Regions from separate parts of the Mus musculus genome. Here regions 1, 2 and 3 are each linked to region 4. Evidence: chromatin contacts called from public HiChIP or PLAC-seq data. All regions are on one chromosome and are shown on one strand. Each heading gives the region's core, a stretch centred on a gene start, on an enhancer-like site or on the middle of the called end of the contact. The rest is flanking DNA. Distances are from core to core; before and after follow the strand shown.

Region 1 (2,893 bases), core at 308-2,807, 220 kb after region 4:
TAAGTCGGCCTCCTCAGTGTTGGGGAGTAAGTCCATCACTCGAGGGCAATTACCTTGTGATTTGCATCTCTTTCTTCTATCTTTGCATCATTACATTTCTGAACTCTGGAATTTTCCTCCTGTGGTTAAAAGTGAAGATTCTGGATCCAGATGACCTGTGTCTATCTTGTGGCATAGCTACAGCTTAGTTATCCTCTTTCTGCCTCAGCTTCCCCAGTTATAGATGGGGAGAATTCTGGTTCTAGTCCATGGAGTATTGGAGTTTGCAGTGTAAAGCTTTAAGAACATGTTGATTAAAGGCTCTTTTCAGTCCATTCATCTTAAAGCACCGTGCTGCGATGGTGTAAATTGCAGTAGATAAGTACTTGGTCACCACTACACAGTCAGAATCAAGCAGTTGATTGAAACAGTCACTGAGAGCCACCTGTATGACAGTGGGTTCTGCATCAGCCACTGGGATACAAAGTCAAGAATACTATGCCCTGTCCTCAATAAAGCCATGTCTACTGAAAACACACACACACATATATCAAGACAAAAAAAAAAAAAAAAAAACTGGTCTCACAGTGTCCTGGTGGGCAACTGTATGTTTCCTGCATGGTTACAAAAGCCCTACTTTACAGTTTCCTGTTGAAGCAGTAGTAGGCACCTTAGCAGCAGATAGGTTAATAGCTGGATTACGTTAACCTAGAGGGAAGATTTGTTCCAGCAGGCCTGATTTTCTTGCTCCAGGGGTGAGTCCTAACAATCTCCCTGTTTGTGTCCTGTGTTAGGTTTGGAGGAGACCAGCCTGTCTACATCAACATCATCAGAGACCCCGTCAGTAGATTTCTGTCTAACTATTTCTTCCGTCGCTTTGGAGATTGGAGAGGGGAACAGAATCACATGATCCGCACCCCCAGCATGAGGCAGGAGGAGCGCTACCTGGTAAGCTCTGTTGCGTGTCTGTGGTGGCTCTCTGATGCCTTAGCGTGTGTCTTAGTCAGGGTTTCTATGCCTGCACAAACATCATGACCAAGAAGCAAGTTGGGGAGGAAAGGGTTTATTCGGCTTACACTTCCATACTGCTGTTCATCACCAAGGAAGTCAGGACTGGAACTCAAGCAGGTCAGGAAGCAGGAGCTGATGCAGAGGCCTTGGAGGGATGTTACTTACTGGCTTGCTTCCCCTGGCTTGCTCAGCCTGCTCTCTTACAGAACCAAGACTACCAGCCCAGAGATGGTCCCACCCACAAGGGGACCTCCCCACTTGATCAATAATTGAGAAAATGCCTTACAGTTGGATCTCATGGAGGCTTTTCCTCAACTGAAGCTCCTTTCTCTGTGATAACTCCAGCTGTGTCACGTTGACACAAAACCAGCCAGTACAGCTAGATAAATCCAGGTTGGGAGCTTACACAGGGGAAGCCTTTGTGAGTGAGAATTTGTCTCAGGTGACCCAGACCTGATTCCAGATTTGCTTTGTCCAGTTTGTCTTTATTGACATTCCTTGGGAGTCCTAACCCACCCACCTGCCACTCCTATTGTTAAAAACAGCTGTGGTTAGAGATCTCTCTCAGAGGGTTGCAAAGTTTGTTCTCTTTCCTCAGCCTACTTAGTTCCCATGGCAACCTCTTGAGGGAGTGGATTTTCACTTGAGGGCCTTCAGATTCCAAAAGGACATAGGATTGCCAGAGTCCTGTTCCCCGGAGGGTACACCTCACGATATCTGGTCTAATTGCTAGCTAGCTGCTTGTCTTCCTGCCAGCCCTCTTAACTTCAAATCCTACATTCCTCCCATGCTGCCAATGACTATCTGTAAAATGCTGAACTTTGCTTGCTTTTCTGAATCTCGGTAAAGGTTGTTTTATAAAGCCAGGAATTACTCACAAAAATAGAAGGTAGAGCTGTATTCCATTCCTCCAATACCTGCCCAAGCCCATCCTACACCAGAATAAAGGTCACGTTTCTCATCTCTTAGTGACATAGTGAAAAACACTTACAAAGGAGCAGTGAGCCCCCTGCTTAAGAGGCAGAAATCATGCCCTCTGTGTGTGAGAGCCTGCTGGGCTTCTCAGGCCATCTTGTGTTGTTGGGCATGGATGGGCAGGACAGGAAGTGGAGAGGTGTCAATGTGTCTACTAGCACTTGTCTTCATCACCAGTCTTGTCAGCAAGAGAAGTTAGTGACAGAGCCATCACAATAGCTAAACCTTTTCTGATTCATAAAAAAACACAGTATGTTTGATGCTGAAACCATTCTTTGGAGGACCCCTTGGTGTCGATTTCATGTCCTAAGATTGTGATAAGAGACACAGAGGAAAATGTAAGCCTCTCAGTTGTGTGTATTAGGGTGGTAGGTGGGCCCAGATCAGACACAGAGCTGTACAATCCCCACCAGTACAGGCTGAGCATCCTTACATGACAATCTGAAATGCCCTCAGATCAGACACTCCGAGCATCCACATACTACACCCCAACCTGACATGACTTCTTAGTCAACATTGTATGGCTACTGAAAGCATCACATCAAATGAGTTTCCAGCTATGTGTCTATGGGATGTGCACCAGTTTCATGTTTAGATTTGGTAATTCCCCAAGATATCTCAGGGTAAGAATTCTTAAACATTTTCAAGTCTTTCAATATTCCTTCATGTACCTAAAGCGTCAATGTTCATTGTTACTGCTATTATTGTTATTGTTTTTAGTTTATGGTGACAAGTGCTCTAATCTTTATCTTTAAATTACTATTTGGAGTATGGCTACTAGTATATTTTTGACTGGTGACATGATGTATATCACTTTCTAGAGGAATAATATTTTCTAATTATCTTTGTTATTCGTACTGACTCTTAAAATGGGTTTATGTACTTTTAAAAAGAACTCATCTATTTCATTAAAATGACATTTCAAAGA
Region 2 (2,887 bases), core at 44-2,543, 240 kb after region 4:
TGCTCCCTTGAGGTCCCAGGGTTGCTGCCTTCTTCCCATGGGTGGGATTTTTCTGGCAGTCTGTGCCTCCCAACCACATTTAATAAACTACAATAATAAATGCAGAATAGATTCATCACTCACAATTTTACAATTCAAAGGAAAGATGAAAAACAACTGCAGGCTGACCTTGGTCCACCTTCACTTTGATTTCAATTACAATCGAGATGATAATATGAACTGTCTGTCTCTGTGATCTTGGATAGATTCAGCCTCTTTCTGGTGCTGGGGCCCCCACATCTCTTCCGTTATTAAGCATTCTTTGATTTAATTGCTGTGTCTTTGTGTTTGGGGTGGGGGTTGCTGTGTATCCCAGGCTAGGCTCACACTTTCCCCCTGCCTCAGCCTCCCAGGTTCTCATATTTCAGGTATGTGTTCCACTGTGCCTGTCTGATCTCTTCCTGAGAACAGCAACAAAAGGCTGGAAAGGTCTCTGAAATAACCCTAAACATATCTGCCCCAGGAAAGGCGAGGACCCCTTGTTGGACCCTGCACATGAGGCATGCTCCATGAGTCCATTTAACCAGGGATGTGGAAGCAGATGAGTTGAGATTCCCCAGAGGGAAGTTGGCGCCTAGTTGGTGTGATTTCTCCGCAGTTTGGGACTTGAGAAGCCCAAGGGAGAGTTTGGAGAGTCCAGTGACCTCTACTGCCCGTGCTTCTCCCCAACCCTGAGTGGTCTACAGTGGACACTGCTAAGTTGGCCTAAGTGGCTGAAACCTCTCATTTGACTTCCTTTGAGGTAACATGCCTCTGACCCCTCAGCCTGCCATTTCCCCACTGTGCTGGTTAAATTTAGATGATTAATAGCATTAATTAGCTCATGTTTTTACCTTTATGTTAAAACTCCAGGTGTTGAAGCTGAGTGATCCTTTTCTTATTTAGATGATACTCTCTGTGGTCACAGTATGACATCTGTACTTCCATAGATACCTCAAACCCTCTTCTCCATGTATGCCCTGTATCCTGTAAGGATTTTCTGGAGTTTTATTCAAATTGCTTTGTCTTGGTTTTGTATAACAAAATGCCTATGATATTTAAAACTTCTGAATAATACCTATGTAACACGCAGCTGTAACTATCCCGGTTTTTAAAAGAAGTTCTTCATCTACCCAGTCAAACCTTAATTTCCCTTCAAACTGGCAATTGGTTTTCCTCTCCTTGTTTGGCTGGTGCCTCTCTAGCCACTAGGCTCTTAGTAGTAATCTAGACTTGTCCTGCTAGCCTGGGCAAGTACTAATCAGGCCCTACTTCTCACTTCCTCCTTTGAGAGGAGCCTTACTTATCTCTTAATTCTTGTGCCTTTGCCTCGTCCCTTTCTCTAGCCATGTGCTTTCCAGCCTCTGCATAGGCTCTCTCAGTCCCAGCATCCCGGGGTCCTTGGCTCTCTCCTCTGGCCTGTTTTGAGTCTAGACTACATCGAAGGTTGTATTGAGCACCTGTGTGGCTAATTTGATCTTCTCAGCAGCCCCAGAAAAAAGTGTTATGATCTTACCCCAGATGAGAAGCCTGGGACAGGGAAGATGACTCAGTGGGTTAAGTGCCTACTAGACAAGCATAAGCAGGACCTGATGCTCTAGTGCCCAAGTTAAAAGCCAGTGTGACTGCACACATCTGTAACCCCCATGCTGGAGATAGAGACAGGCAGATTCCACAGGCTTGGTTGCCAGCCAGCCTTGCTGAAATAGTGAGCTCTGGAGAGATCTTGTCTCAAAAAAATAAGGTGGAGAGCAACTGAAGACATTCCCATGTCAACCTCTGGTCTCCATACAAGCCCACAAGTGAGCTTGTCTAACACACACACACACACACACACACACACACACGAGCCTGATGCTCAAATAGGTTACCCACCTGCAGTTGAGTAGCATCCACTTGGTAATGACACTAGGAGGCAAACCAAGCACTGGCAGCCAGATTTCAGAAGCCATGTTCTCAACTGCCATGCTAACCTGCTTCTTCCCATCCTAGGAGACTCTGATTATTCTATTGGTCCTTCCCCAGCCTGACTGTCAGCTTTGAAGGCAGGCACCATCTTCACTGCCTAGTGTGCAGCCTCACATTACCTTCCCAGAGTTTAGAACTTAGGAAAATTTTAGGGTGTGCTGCTGCCTTTGGAAAGGGCATATCTGTCTGTCTGTCTGTCTCTGTCTTGAATTTCTTCAGCATCTGAAAATATGATCTGACACATGGTATAAATGTTCAAAGACCATTTGTAGAGTAGGTGGCTAAATGAGTATTTGAGTCACAGAAAACTATATCATCCTGTTAGCACAACCCTTCTCAAATTCTCTTTTGTATAATTTGCATAAATGGTTCTAGTTCGGGCATCTTAGTTACCTATAGTCTATTTATAGTGGCAACTAGTCTACTCATGTTAATAATTAAAAAAAAAAAAAACTCAAGAGTGGATAATTTGCGGCCATTTATTTTATCAGATCTGAAGACTAGATGTCCAAGGTCAAGGCATAGGCACATTTGGGGCGAACTGTTCTTTGCTTCCATAATGGTTCCTCTGGAAGAGATCATCACTGTGTCCTCCTCACCTGGTAGACAGCAGAGGGCAAGCAGCAGCAGGTTTCCTGCATTAGCCCAATGTGGTGGTTTGTATATGCTTGGCCCAGGGAGTGGCACTGTTTGGAAGTGTGGCCTTTTTGGAATAGGTATAGCCTTGTTGGAGGTGTGCCACTGTGGAAGTGGGCTTTAATACCCTCATCCTAGCTGCCTGGAAGTCACTATTCTGCTAGCAGTCTTTAGATAAAGATGTAGAACTCTCAGCTCCTCTTGTACCATGCCTGCCTGAATGCTGCCATGTTCCCACCTTAAAAATACTGGACTGAACCTCTGA
Region 3 (2,700 bases), core at 69-2,568, 150 kb after region 4:
AGAAGAGCTCAGGTAAAAAACAGACTTAAGTCCTCTAGGCTTTGGGCCAGCGGAATGGCTCAGTGGCTAAAGGCCCTTGCTATGCAAGCTTGAAGTCTCAAATTCAAATACCAGAATCCAGAGTGGAAGGAGAGAACCGACTCATACCAGTTATCCTCTGACCTCCACACACATGCCACAGTATGCTTGATTGCACACAGATACATTAATAATAATAATAATAATAATAATAATAATAATGATAGTGATAGTAAAAATAAAAATAATTGCATCAAAAAAGTGAACTTCCATAGAGAGTACTACTCCCGGCTACTAATGTGCGTTTTTGGTCCTTGCAGGATTGATGGCCTTTGGAGAAAGTAGCTTTTAACTCCTGTTATTGACTGCAGCTTGCAAAACTATAAAGTGTGAATGGGTGTGCACACATGTATGCATGTTCATGTGTGTATGCATGCACGCTCCCCCCCCCCCAGCACGCAAATCAAATGGCACTTAAGACCCTGTGCTAATCTCCTATAGCAATAGCCATGGCATGCAATTCCAATGTATGTGAAACATTGCCTATCCATATTATTCCTTAAGGGTTTGTAACATGCTTTGTGCTTCTGTTTTGGCTTTGAAAATATGTTGTAATTATATACCTGGAGGAATCTTTTCACCTGTCAATCAGAGGTACCCAAAGTGAGTCTGCACTTATGTAAGCTCTGTCCTGCATGACTCTATTACAGATTGCTGAAGGACATTACAACCAGGGATGTCCAGAGAGGTCATTGCTTCTTGCGTAGTCATAAACTCTCCCTCATATTGCGCTTCATCTCTTTTTTGTTGCTTCTCTCTTTAAAACCCAATAGCCCCTTTCCTCTGGCTAAAAAGAATATGCCACTGGAGTGGTTGTGTGGTGATAAGAGCAGTGGGCACAGTATGAGGTTTTGAGAAGTTCAGGTCTTTTGATTTAGAACATGATTCTGTAGTGTCATTTAAAAGCATCACGGATAATACTACCAGTATAGCCAAAAACAAACCGAGATGATAAATATCTTCTATGTACTTCATAGAGCCATTATGGGGGTTGTTCAGTGGCCGCTGAGGTATAGGATGGTCAATGAGGCAGGGCTTTTTTTTTCCCCCCCTCTGAAGATTGCTGCAGCAGTATTGGGAACTTTGCTGCTGGAGTTTAAGGAACCTTCAGATTAAATTTGTGTCTCTTTGCTAACGGTGGGAGTTGGCCCTGATTTCTGAATATCTATTTTCCTCTGCTTCCTCCCATGTTGAATAGAGACAAAAGGCCCTACAGGGTATGGCTGTTGAGAGGATTAAGAGAAAGGAGCCACACACTACGGTTAGGGTAATCTATTCACAGCTAGTGAAGGTTGGGTTGCTTGTTGGCACTGGGTGAGTAAGCAGTTTGGCTTGTATTGATGTGTGTTTGCAAATAGAAAGAGAGCACCGGAGAATTGCAATACCAAACCAGGGTCTGGCTTTCCTGGGCTGTCTGGGGCTGCTTTGTGCTTCTTTAAGAAAGGTTCAGAGACTGGGTAGGTCAAGTCTTTTTCTGGAGGTTCTGAGGGCTGGGAGGTCCAAAATCAAGATGTGGTCTATTGAGACCTGCATTCTTAGGAGACAGGGATACCTGTATCCTTGCATGGGTGAATCTGATTGGGTGAGAGGACCAAATGCTTCCTGAAAGGCTCTTTTGTGAGGGTCTTCATCCAATTTCCAAGGGGAGGGGCTATATCTTAATACCCTTCCATCAGCCACTGAGAATCAGCATCTGACCTTTGGCCTTTATTGGTACTTTAAATTATTGTAGCTGTGTAACCAAGGATGAAATTAAAGCAGAATCACAAATATATATATATATGTACACACGCACACGCACACAAACACACACACTAAAATCATGCAAAGAACATTTTCAGTGTGCACATTGCAGTATATTCTAGGAAAGGCATCCTTCCTGGTAGCCTTAGCCTGCTCGTTTGCATTCTCTCTGACCTTAGCCTGCTCATTATTTGCATTCTCTCTGGCCAGTGGAATTGACAATAATTTAAATGCACTTTTGAGTCGTGATGTCCAGAGAGGAACCAAAAGCAGTGTTTTCCGAAAAACTGAAATTAGAACCCATAATGCACGTCGGAATTTGGAAGTCACTCTGTTGTTTATCTCTCTCGGGAAAGCTGTCAAGATGCTTTACGGAGGTGTCAGCTCTTGGAAATAGTCTCAAAGAAGCCACATTGTGTAAGAGGGAAAGTACCCTTTAGATGAACCTGACTCATTGCAAGTCCGTGGTAATTCAAGGAGGGCACGGGCTGACTTGTGCTTTTTTTTTTTCTCTAAAAAGATCAATAAGACATAAGGTTGAAGGAACAATTGAATTACAAAGGAGAGCCACTTCATTTCAAGGACTTCTTAATGTGCAGAAAAAGAGCAGACCAATTTCCTACCGGCTCCAGCCTTTTCTTAAGTTTAACGTTGGGTTGGATCCAGTACCTGTTAAGAGTGTGAAATCTCTAACAGGAAGGTTTTTCAATTTGTCCGTCTGAGGAGCCCTAGGGTGGAAATGTGCTAGCTAACACATTTCTTAACCTAATTCCATTACTTAATGCCACTAATTAATGAATTGTGCATATCCATACATCCATACATATATACATACATACATGCATACATACATATTGTGTATTTAGCTCAAGTCTGATT
Region 4 (2,700 bases), core at 97-2,596:
TCTAATCCCAGGGAAACCATGAAGAAATCTGCCCAGTGTCATGCTGCAGTGGTTAATATATCTGTCTTGTTCACAGTCCTACCTACCTGCTTATGTCACTAAATGTCACTTCTGTTTCCAACTTAACTCAGCTTGGAAAAGAAAAACATTATTGGAGAACTGTCTCCAACAGATTGTTTTTTTGCTCCTGTCTGGGGAGCATTTTCTTGATTGCTAATTGATGTAGGGGGGCCAGGCCACAGCAGGCAGAGAGCCGTTCCTAAGCAGGTGGCCCTGGACAGTACAAGAAAGACGGCGGAAGGTGAACCTAGAACCCGCGTAAGCACATTTCTCCAGTTTCTGCTCCAGTTCCTGTCTCTAGGTTCCTCCTGCCTCACCTTCCCTCCACAATGGACTGTAACTGGTAAGCCAAACAAATTCTTTTTTTCCTCCATGTTATTTTGGGTCATGATGTTTATCACAGCAACAGAAAAACAATCTAGGACACTGGAATCACAATGTAACTCTTAGGCCATATCACTTGTGTATCTGGTGATTTGTAAAAACAAAAACGATTAAGTGTGTTTGATAGAGCAGCCCTGTTCTCGGATAGGTCTCTGGGAAGCTCCGTGGGCTCTTTCAGTTCTAGAAACTTCCCAGCGGTGGGAAGAGAGATGGTGAAACAGGTCTGTGAAGGCACAGAGCCTTCTCCTTTTATATCTGCTGTAAGGTCTTCCTCCAGTCAGTGGAGTACCCTTGTTTTCAGTGGAGTGCTTGTAAGACGAGGGAGGGCAAGAAAAAAGCGCCCTCTGATTCTGAGCCAAGGGCGTGAGCTATGCCTGGCTCTGCCGAAACCACCCACCTCTTGCCTTTTACCGTCCCGGCTAGGTCTTGAACCCATATCCCAGCACATTTTATATCGGCTTTTGGTAGGTGGGTCGCTTGGGATATAGAAAGAGAATCAAGTTCCCCAAATGAAAAGACAAACGTAGTCAAATCCTCCAAGGCGACTGTTTACGAGAGGGAAGTCAGCGGGCCCCAAGAGGTCGCTGGTAGCGCAGGAACCGAGACCAGATTGTAGAGAATGGAGGAGGAAAAAAAAAAAATCCACGCACCCAAAAACTTTCTTCCTTGTTGCTGATCCTCGGCCCCCTCCTCCCTCCCTGCCCGCCCCAGCAGAAGCCGTAATGTGACACCGAGTCCAGCGTCGAGCCCAGGGTTGGAGAGGGAAGGGAGGGCCGGGGAGGGAGGAGAGCGGGCCGTCTCGCGCCAGAGAGAAAGGGGAGGGGAGGAGAGGCGAGGAGGGAGGGAAGCCCCTGTCAAGGAGGTGGAGCGAGAGGGTGGTGTCCGCCTCCCGATCCTCCCTGCCTTGAGCTAGCCGAGCCTGAACTGGGACCAAACACACCGCCCGCGACCCACACAAAGCCCGGGGGGTCCACGCTGGCGCTGGAGGCGAGCCGGGAGCGAGCCCGGGGCGCGGCGGGACTTGGGGCGCAGGGCTGCTACGGGACGCGGGGCTGCTAGCAGGACGCGCGACCAGGCGTGGGTTGCGATCGCCACCCCCACGGCGGGGCCCGGGACATTTTGGGCCCTTTGGGGCCGCAGCGAGCGGTGGGGACCAAGACGAGCAGAGTACCCTGAGCCCGGCAACTTCGGCCCCTCCCCGCCCCCACCCGGCTGCCCTCAGCGCGTCCCTCTCCATGTGCAGACAGCCGGCTAGGCGCTCCGGCTGGCGGCGGATGGGTGACCTCTTCCTGGCCGGGGCGGGCTGTTCGAGGCGGCGGAGCCGGCGATGAAGAAGAAGCAGCAGCAGCATCCCGGCGGCGGCACGGATCCCTGGCCCCATGGGGCCCCTGTGGGGGGCGCCCCTCCGTGCCTGGGCAGCTGCAAGCGCCGGATCCCGCTGCTGCCTTTCCTGCGCTTCTCCCTCCGGGACTACGGTTTCTGCATGGCTACCCTGCTGGTCTTCTGCCTGGGCTCCCTCTTCTACCAGCTCAGCGGGGGACCCCCTCGCTTCCTGCTCGACCTGCGGCAGTATTTGGGTAGGGAAGGGCTGCGCCAGCCCCGCAAAGTTGGGCACTCGGGGAAAGGGTGATAAGCGGGGAACATCTAAAGCTGTCACGGCCACCACGGTCCCCGAGGCTCCCCAGGTGGGATGCCACTGAGCATCCCTCAGTGAGGCAGCTGGGAGCGCCTGCTTCCTACAGTACTCTGGGCTGCCCGCAGCGACGGGGGACTCCGGGCAGGTGTCCCAAGCCCGGACACCACGTACCTGTCCCCGAATCGCCACTCCAACTGGGGCAGAATAGACATGTGCATGTTTGTGAATATTTGTGTGTATGCTGGCCTGGCGGTGCGTGCACAGTCCTCTCTAGGATGTGGTTAACAACTTACAATCCTGTCCCGTCTGGCTTTTCCCTTCTGAGTTGTGTGGGCTGGTTTAACCCCGCTTTCCAGTCACTTTTAGATATTCTATCCACTGGGTCCCCCGTTTGTGAGTTGGCCCAGGTGATTCCAGTCTTTCCCTAGGTTGGTTTGTTCCTTGGCAGCACCTGCGCACCCCGCGGACTGCAGCGAGAGTGCGGGAGAAATTGGGGCTGTTTCTAGGTGCCAGTCAACTGTGCCGCCTTCGAAATTCCGCCCCGTATGTGTCTTAAGTCAACTTTTTTTTTTTTCTTTTTGGTTCGTGGCTGAAAAAGGAAGAGGTTGGAACCCAAGAAA

The links. HiChIP or PLAC-seq counts read pairs in DNA pulled down with a chosen protein or histone mark.
Region 1: an H3K27ac HiChIP or PLAC-seq map of extraembryonic endoderm stem cells shows a contact between it and region 4, with 4 times the contacts expected there. The contact joins the enhancer-like site here to the promoter of Ust in region 4. A contact is called at or near these places in 1 of 39 promoter capture datasets (hippocampal neurons), 1 of 484 Hi-C or Micro-C datasets (uterus), 17 of 115 datasets of contacts at active chromatin or transcription factors (bone marrow-derived macrophages, craniofacial prominence, differentiating embryonic stem cells and 10 more) and 4 of 9 other capture datasets (adipose tissue, embryonic stem cells, liver and 1 more).
Region 2: an H3K4me3 HiChIP or PLAC-seq map of bone marrow-derived macrophages shows a contact between it and region 4, with 5 times the contacts expected there. The contact joins the enhancer-like site here to the promoter of Ust in region 4. A contact is called at or near these places in 1 of 39 promoter capture datasets (hippocampal neurons), 1 of 484 Hi-C or Micro-C datasets (uterus), 13 of 115 datasets of contacts at active chromatin or transcription factors (the 230-238 cell line, bone marrow-derived macrophages, embryonic limb bud and 3 more) and 2 of 9 other capture datasets (adipose tissue and embryonic stem cells).
Region 3: an H3K4me3 HiChIP or PLAC-seq map of stem cell-derived neural progenitor cells shows a contact between it and region 4, with 3 times the contacts expected there. The contact joins the enhancer-like site here to the promoter of Ust in region 4. A contact is called at or near these places in 2 of 39 promoter capture datasets (the C10 cell line and hippocampal neurons), 8 of 484 Hi-C or Micro-C datasets (bone marrow-derived macrophages, conventional dendritic cells, embryonic fibroblasts and 5 more), 20 of 115 datasets of contacts at active chromatin or transcription factors (CD8 T cells, the NIH/3T3 cell line, astrocytes and 13 more) and 3 of 9 other capture datasets (adipose tissue, bone marrow-derived macrophages and embryonic stem cells).

The regions. Positions count from the first base shown.
Region 1 is chr10:8,296,090-8,298,982 of GRCm38.p6, reverse strand. It overlaps Ust (uronyl-2-sulfotransferase), which reads left to right. Exons shown (of 8, transcript NM_177387.3): 5 at 774-927. Among named protein-coding and RNA genes, the nearest start is that of 4930573G07Rik, 88 kb to the right of the region's middle. Within about 2 kb of position 1,557, at least 9 of the 459 cell types and tissues checked have an H3K27ac peak or open chromatin away from gene starts, as enhancers often do. A contact at or near this core is called in extraembryonic endoderm stem cells and neural progenitor cells, where this site is marked.
Region 2 is chr10:8,275,712-8,278,598 of GRCm38.p6, reverse strand. The region is part of intron 5 of Ust (uronyl-2-sulfotransferase); the gene reads left to right. Among named protein-coding and RNA genes, the nearest start is that of 4930573G07Rik, 68 kb to the right of the region's middle. Within about 2 kb of position 1,293, at least 7 of the 459 cell types and tissues checked have an H3K27ac peak or open chromatin away from gene starts, as enhancers often do. A contact at or near this core is called in bone marrow-derived macrophages, where this site is marked.
Region 3 is chr10:8,363,014-8,365,713 of GRCm38.p6, reverse strand. All of the region lies in intron 2 of Ust (uronyl-2-sulfotransferase), which reads left to right. Among named protein-coding and RNA genes, the nearest start is that of Ust, 150 kb to the left of the region's middle. Within about 2 kb of position 1,318, at least 27 of the 459 cell types and tissues checked have an H3K27ac peak or open chromatin away from gene starts, as enhancers often do. A contact at or near this core is called in adipose tissue, bone marrow-derived dendritic cells, embryonic stem cells and 2 more, where this site is marked.
Region 4 is chr10:8,517,471-8,520,170 of GRCm38.p6, reverse strand. It overlaps Ust (uronyl-2-sulfotransferase), which reads left to right and starts at 1,346. Exons shown (of 8, transcript NM_177387.3): 1 at 1,346-2,021. The coding sequence starts at 1,772.